Regions from separate parts of the Zea mays genome. Here region 2 is linked to region 1. Evidence: chromatin contacts called from public Hi-C data. All regions are on one chromosome and are shown on one strand. Each heading gives the region's core, a stretch centred on a gene start, on an enhancer-like site or on the middle of the called end of the contact. The rest is flanking DNA. Distances are from core to core; before and after follow the strand shown.

The links. Hi-C and Micro-C count contacts between places; a contact is called where the count stands out from the background.
Region 2: a Hi-C map of leaf shows a contact between it and region 1, with 6 times the contacts expected there. The contact joins the promoter of LOC100280761 here to the promoter of LOC100193483 in region 1. A contact is called at or near these places in 5 of 25 Hi-C or Micro-C datasets (bundle sheath, ear, leaf and 1 more).

What each region holds. Positions count from the first base shown.
Region 1 is chr10:89,625,199-89,628,348 of Zm-B73-REFERENCE-NAM-5.0, forward strand. It overlaps LOC100193483 (MYB transcription factor), which reads right to left and starts at 1,507. Exons shown (of 3, transcript NM_001138598.1): 1 at 1,248-1,507; 2 at 939-1,068; 3 at 1-833. The coding sequence starts at 1,380.
Region 2 is chr10:90,010,494-90,013,805 of Zm-B73-REFERENCE-NAM-5.0, forward strand. LOC100280761 (RNA-binding protein 8A) reads left to right here and starts at 1,496. Exons shown (of 4, transcript NM_001153682.2): 1 at 1,496-1,846. The coding sequence starts at 1,582.

The DNA.
Region 1 (3,150 bases), core at 257-2,756:
CAAAGGTTCCATGGAGCAAGTCAGGCCACTTAAGTTCCTCTACCAGGTGAGCTCTTGTATCTTTTTCTTGTCCGATGTCTGTCCATTGGAAGACACTGTTCTCCAGAATTGAGCTCGTGCTCTGTGGTTCAAATCCCATACTGTTGCTTCCTCTGCTCCCAGTACTGCTACTGCTGCTAGGATTAGTACCATCCCAGTAGAATGAATCTACTGCAGTACTTCCAATGCCAGTTCCTCCATGTCGAGAATTATCAGGTGGAAGATTCAGCCCCATTGATGTAGAGAGGGCCGATGGTGAAGCTGGCGGCATCACTGTAGAAATTGTGCTGCAGTTGAAGTCACTCTGGTTGAACCAGAGTGAATTCATATTCGCCCCATCGCCACTGCCACTCTCACTGTTGTAGCCTAAAGGCTGTTGGAAAGGGAAATAGAGAGTTTGGCCTGATGAGCGGCAGGTTGATGGACTCTCGTGTCCAGCAGTAAGCTGCTCCAGGAACAACTCCTTTGGTGGCACCTTAGGGCGTGCCAAGTTTGGAGTTTCAGCGCGATTCTTGTCATACACGGGCATCAGCATTGATGATTGAGCCGTCTCGCTGAGGAGGTGGCTCAAGTTTCCCAGAGCACCAGCGCTTGATGGGTTGATTTCGCTGGACCCTGAGGTTCTCTCGGTGCTGATGGTGGGAGCTGCTCCGCTGCGATCAGCCTCAGTAAGGGGCTTGTGGGTGTTGGGATCAATGCCTTTCTGCCTGAGCTTCTTCTTGATGCACGAGTTCCATAGATTCTTGATCTCATTATCAGTCCTCCCTGGCAGCTGAGCTGCAATTTGAGACCACCTTCTCATGGAAAAGTGAAGTGCTAATATCAGCTAAAATTACCAACTGCTGCTTTGCATGTATGCAGTCTTGAATTCTGATACTATTTCTCAGGCTTAAATTTACCTGTTTCCAAGGACAGCGTGCAGCTCAATGATGAGGTCTTCTTCGTCTTGGGAGAATGCCCCTCTCTTGAGGTCTGGCCTCAGATAGTTTATCCACCTCAGCCTACAACTCTTTCCGCACCTTTGGAGCCCTGCAACAATTTGTCTTCTCGAATTTAGGTAATTGAACTGACCAAGAGGTATTTGAGAGACAGGAGAGAGAGAGAGATTTCAGTTGGCAACTGGAACGAGAAAAATGCAGAGGAAGAAGGGGAGAATTGAGAGTTGATAACTGAGGACCAAAGGGAAGAAAAAAAATTGTTGTACATACCAGCGAGTTTGGGAATAGAACTCCAGCAGCCATGGCCATGCTTTGTTATGTGGTTCATGAGTTTCTCATCCTCCTCGGGGGACCAGAGCCCCTTTCTCAACTTTTGCTTGTAGCAGCAAGAATGCCTCCCCATCTCAACGCCAATGCAGAACCTGTGGGAGCTCCAAATTCACAGAGCTTTACAGGTCTGTGGAATGTATATAGTCTGTGATTATGCACGGCGAACACCTTCTCTGGTGGCACGAAGCTCCTTCAATGACCGATGGTGGCTGAAGGAGTGGGAAATTGCAAAGGCTGCAGCGACTTATATAACAATGGATGGTTGGGCTTCAGCTGAGGCCAGAATTGAGCAACTGCATGGTTGCAGATAGGAAGATTTCAGTGGAATGCAAGGAAAGGTTTGTGGGGGGCACTCCTCTCTTTTTCTCTGCAGGACAGCCCTTTAGCACCTTCTTTTAAAGGTGGTGGTGGAGGTGGTTGAGGGCTTGTGCCAAGGGAGGTTTAGCCCTTCCCTTGGTTTTGCTTCCGGCTATGTGTGGGCGTCTGTCTCATCATCTCCTAAGAATCTATGTCTGGTGCCAAAACCGGTGGGGTAGCCCCGTAGCCTCCTCCACCGATATTTTAATTGTCGTGACCTTTGTGCAAGAAACTGTTACATTAGACCACCCAGGCCTGGTGTGTTTCTTCGGGCACAAGCCAGTGAAAGTGAAACGTGTCTATCGGAGTTCACATTATTAGGACATGGGCTGATGCTATTGCTGCCATGGTGAGTGACTGTGACCTTTAGCAAGGCAGTTTTTTTCTTTCTTTCTTTCTCTCTTTTCTGCAGCTACTTCTGTGTCACGGGTGCTCCATGCACGGCAGAGCACACAGCTGGGAAGAAGCGCTGTCCACCTTTCCTCTGTTGCTAAATTGCCTAATTAAGACTCGTTGTGTGCTAGCTGCTGCTCGTTTTCGTGCGTGCATGTGCACCTCATTTTCTTCTCACCTCTGCAAGATTTTATTCTGTCAGACCTAAGTGCTGTCCTTTTTCTTCTTCTTCTTCTTGCTTTTCAGGTAACTCACCTCTGCAAAATTTCTCTTGACTAATGTACTGGGAACGAGCTAGTCAATGGGCGTATTATTGGTGGGATCTTTTTTTGCTAGGAGTGTTTTTTATCCATGATTCCATGCATGATTAGGATTGTAATAGCATGGCACCCTTCTTGTGCCCCATGTGACGGCGGATACTCGTCGCCAGTTAAAGAAACGCGGCACGGACCAAAAAGGCCCTGATTGGTGAATTTTTCTAGTCTTGTTTCCAGCTGATCATTTTGTCCTTTGATTCCCCATGCAACGGATCCCATCCGTCCTGGAGCCTTGCGTTGTCTGCTGTTGCGTGTAGTGTGGCATATATAATATATTGTCATTTCTGAAGAAGATTGTATCTATATATATTATTTGTTCTGGAGATTTTATATGCTAGCTATCAAGTGTCGTTGTTTGAATTCAACGGATGAATAGATGCTCCTAGAATCGATGTCACCATCTGTTCTTCCTCCATGCAGGACATGCAGTTGAGCCAGGGAAAAAAGGACTGTCAGGTGAAGTACCAACCTACCTACCTACCTTTTGACTGTAACCGCTAGTGCGCACTTCCTTTTTTTTTTTGCACCCCAGAGAAGAAGTGCTCATTCGTCCACTCCAGAATCTGCACTGGGTGTACCTACAGGTTATGAAAAAAAAATCCCTGGGTTTATAAATGCTAATCTATCACATAGTTTTGTGTGTGTGTGTTTTTCTTCCTTTGCCGAAAGGTGATTATACTATTGGATTGATGGACGGAGGTGGCATTATTCTGATGAGAGAAGGGAAGGCGGGCGGCGGCAGCGCAGCATGGCAATTAGCAAGGCTGGCGCAAGAA
Region 2 (3,312 bases), core at 246-2,745, 390 kb after region 1:
CTCCGACATATTGGCCTTGATGAGAAGCAAGTTTGTGCCTCAACTTCTATGGTTTTTACCACTTCTTCGTGGTACATATTATAGTCGCAGTACATGTTGCGGAACCTGATTGTGGTATTTTAGATACAAATGTTAGTGCCCCTGAGTATCTAATTATGACGTTCCAGATTATTGTATATGTAAATGAGGAGACGAAATAACTTCATATAGAAAATAGTAAACATGTTGGAGAATATTTTAGAAACATATTTTAATCTTTAAGGAACACAAAATCAATTGCCTCGTAGCATTTTGGATACCGTTGAAGATGCCACTAGCTGATAGGCAAAAGCAATTGGTCGATGTGGTGTCTTACCTGTTCTAGGGTTTGGTTGGTTCAATTGTAGATTTCTAAAAATCCAATTCTATCTATGAGATGTGAGAAAGCTGCTATGAGCTAACGATTGTGAGAAAACTAAAATATGTTTGGTTGAAACACTCTCAATTGTAGATAATATCGATGACATGAATCTAAAAATTTTGGGGTTGAAAGTGATTCTACATTGAACTAGAAGAATATATAGATTTTAAAAAATCTATTATATTATTGTACCTATTTAATTAAGATTCTAGACTTTTTTGACTGCCAATTTGGTTCAGGAATTTGAACCAAACACACCTCGAGTACTCACATGAAAACTGAGATGCCTATCAGATCAGAGTAGAGATGTCAATGGAGACCCGATACCCGCCAACCCGTAGGGAATTCCCCTATTAGGGTACGGGTATGGGACGAAAATTGTCCCATGGGTATGGATATGAGACAAAATCTCCATCCATTGGGTAAACGGGTATGGGTTTGGGAAGCAATAATCCGAACCTGATTACCCATAAGTATTTCATACGTGTACACCTGTCGTGTTTGTATGAATGAGTTGAGGCCGAGCCGACCACTAAGCCCAGCACGACAGCGCACCAGGCCCCAGGTGCTAGCCCAACAAGGCAACTAGCAGACTAGTAAAAAACAAAACTCTAAAATAACCAGTCATATGCTACACCTTGCCCAAACGACGGTGACAACCATGGATTCTCAGGTGCCAACAACTCAGATGGTGACCAAGGAAGGTGAGAAAACTCCATTTCTCCATTTCTTTTATCGGTCCCGACGTACTTATGTCTTTTCTGATGGATGAATGAATGGATCATGATTCATAGATGCGTGCTTGTCGATGTAGTGATGTCTGAAATCTAGATTGTTTGTGCTATATGTTAGTACCTAGTTATCACTTAATTGGGGATGGAGACCCATTGGGGACCCGAAACCCGAATGTGAATGAGTATGTGATGAGTTTTGTACTCATGATGAGTATGAGAATGAGTATGTGAATGGATCAAACATGATCGGGATGAGTATGAGATGCTATAACTCGGTGGGGAATTTTCCCATTGACATCTCTAGATCAGAGGCGTCTTACAAATGCTAATAATAATATCTCAGGGGTTACCTTGAAAAGTCGCCTAGCAATTCCCGAAATCCCCAAAAGTCGCCCTTCCCCCAACCCTATCCAACCGAATCCAGCGGCGGCGGCGGCGGCGGCGGCTATGGCGGCGGTTATGAACGCCGATGTGGAGGTGGTCGACTTCGACCTAGACGACGACGACCTCATGGACGAGGATGCCGGGCCGGATCCAGCGCCGGCCCCCACCTCGCGTCTCCGCTCCACCATCGCGGGCGACGACGCGCCGCGTAGGACCAAGGGCCGCGGCTTCCGCGAGGACCCCAACTCCTCTGCGCCCCGCGATTCGCGCTTTGGCGCGGGGGGACGCGCCGACCTCGACTCGCTCGGCGGCCCGGGACCCATCCAATGTACGCCTTCTCCTCTCTTTCTTTATTTTCTTTTTTTTTTCCTCAAAGGTTTGCTTGAACTGCTAGCGTTTTTTTGGTAACGTATTACTGAGGCAAGTAGGACTGTTTGATTCTCAAATTTGTTATGGGTGCCTAACTGCCTGTGTAGTCAGTATTTGTGTCGCTTCGATGTATTGCTTTCTCTGTCTGATGAGCGGATATGGGGTGTTCGAATAACCTTAATATTTCTCATTGATCGGTTAATTCCATGGCCGACTTAGCAAAACTTGTTCCGATGTGGAAAAGATCGATTTTTTCGCAAGTAATGTGATGTGGGGCTTTGGGTGATCTAGTTGCTGCAGTGAATTGTTCTATGGGTTTTGTCTAGGGAACTTAATCTCAGGTTACACCTTACCCCGATATTAATAGTGATAGTGATGGGTCGAGGGTATAATAATAAATTCAAGTGTTCTACTTTTTTTTTTGTAGCTATACCAAGAGAGTTATTTTCAACCTGACTACTGTTATATGACATTGTTTATTTCTGTAGTTCTAAAGTTTTGGTTCATGTGAGGTCGCAATTGAGCTTCTTTGTTGTTTCCCTTGCATCAGTTGGAACTTTATACAATTATTCAATCACAGCTCCTAAAATCTTCCCTCTAATTCCTCTTTCTTAACTAGCCCAGCCTTATCTATGGCTTGGGCTGGACGGACACTTGGAATGGTGCTGTTATTAGTGGCATTTGGAGTGCTTGGCAAAGAGGTGGTCTCACACTTGCTGCAACATGGTACGGACATTTAAATGTTCAGTCCACGAAGGGCTGAATATTACTATATCATAAAAACACAAGGATAAAGCGCTGGATGAAAGGCTTCAAGACATCATTCATCAATGCCTGGACCTTGGAATGTGGCTAGAGCGTTGGTCAGCGGGAAACTTGTTGTGGCCCAGGTGGGTACGAAACGTCGTCTTGGTGATGTCACCAAAGATGGTACTCACTGTGCAGGTCAATCTTGGTGAAGAAACGAGCGCCCTTCAGCTCATCCAAGAGCTCATCAACCACCAATATCAAAAACCTATCCTTGTCGGTGTTATTATTGAGGGCACGGTAGTCAACAGAGAAGTGCTAGCTGTTGTCGTGCTTGCAGACAAGGAGCATCGGGGAGGAAAATGGCAAGTTGACTCTTGGATGATACCGTGTGCTAGCATATTGTCCCACTGGTGCTCGATCTCATCTTTCAGAAGCTCGGCACATCGCCACTGAAGTAAACTCTGACAGTATATGCATGCGATCAGCGGCGGAGCCAGCATCGGCCTGCCGAGGCATGTGCCCGGGCTTGGCTCCGCTGCTCACCATCATGCACCGCCGAGTCCAGGCCTAGCGGTAGGACAAAGGCCCGATCCTCGTACCACCTTGCACTCCTATTTCCTCTCCCCTTTCAACAAGAAAAAAAAAAACAACAGAAACCCCTGATCTCCGTCTAGC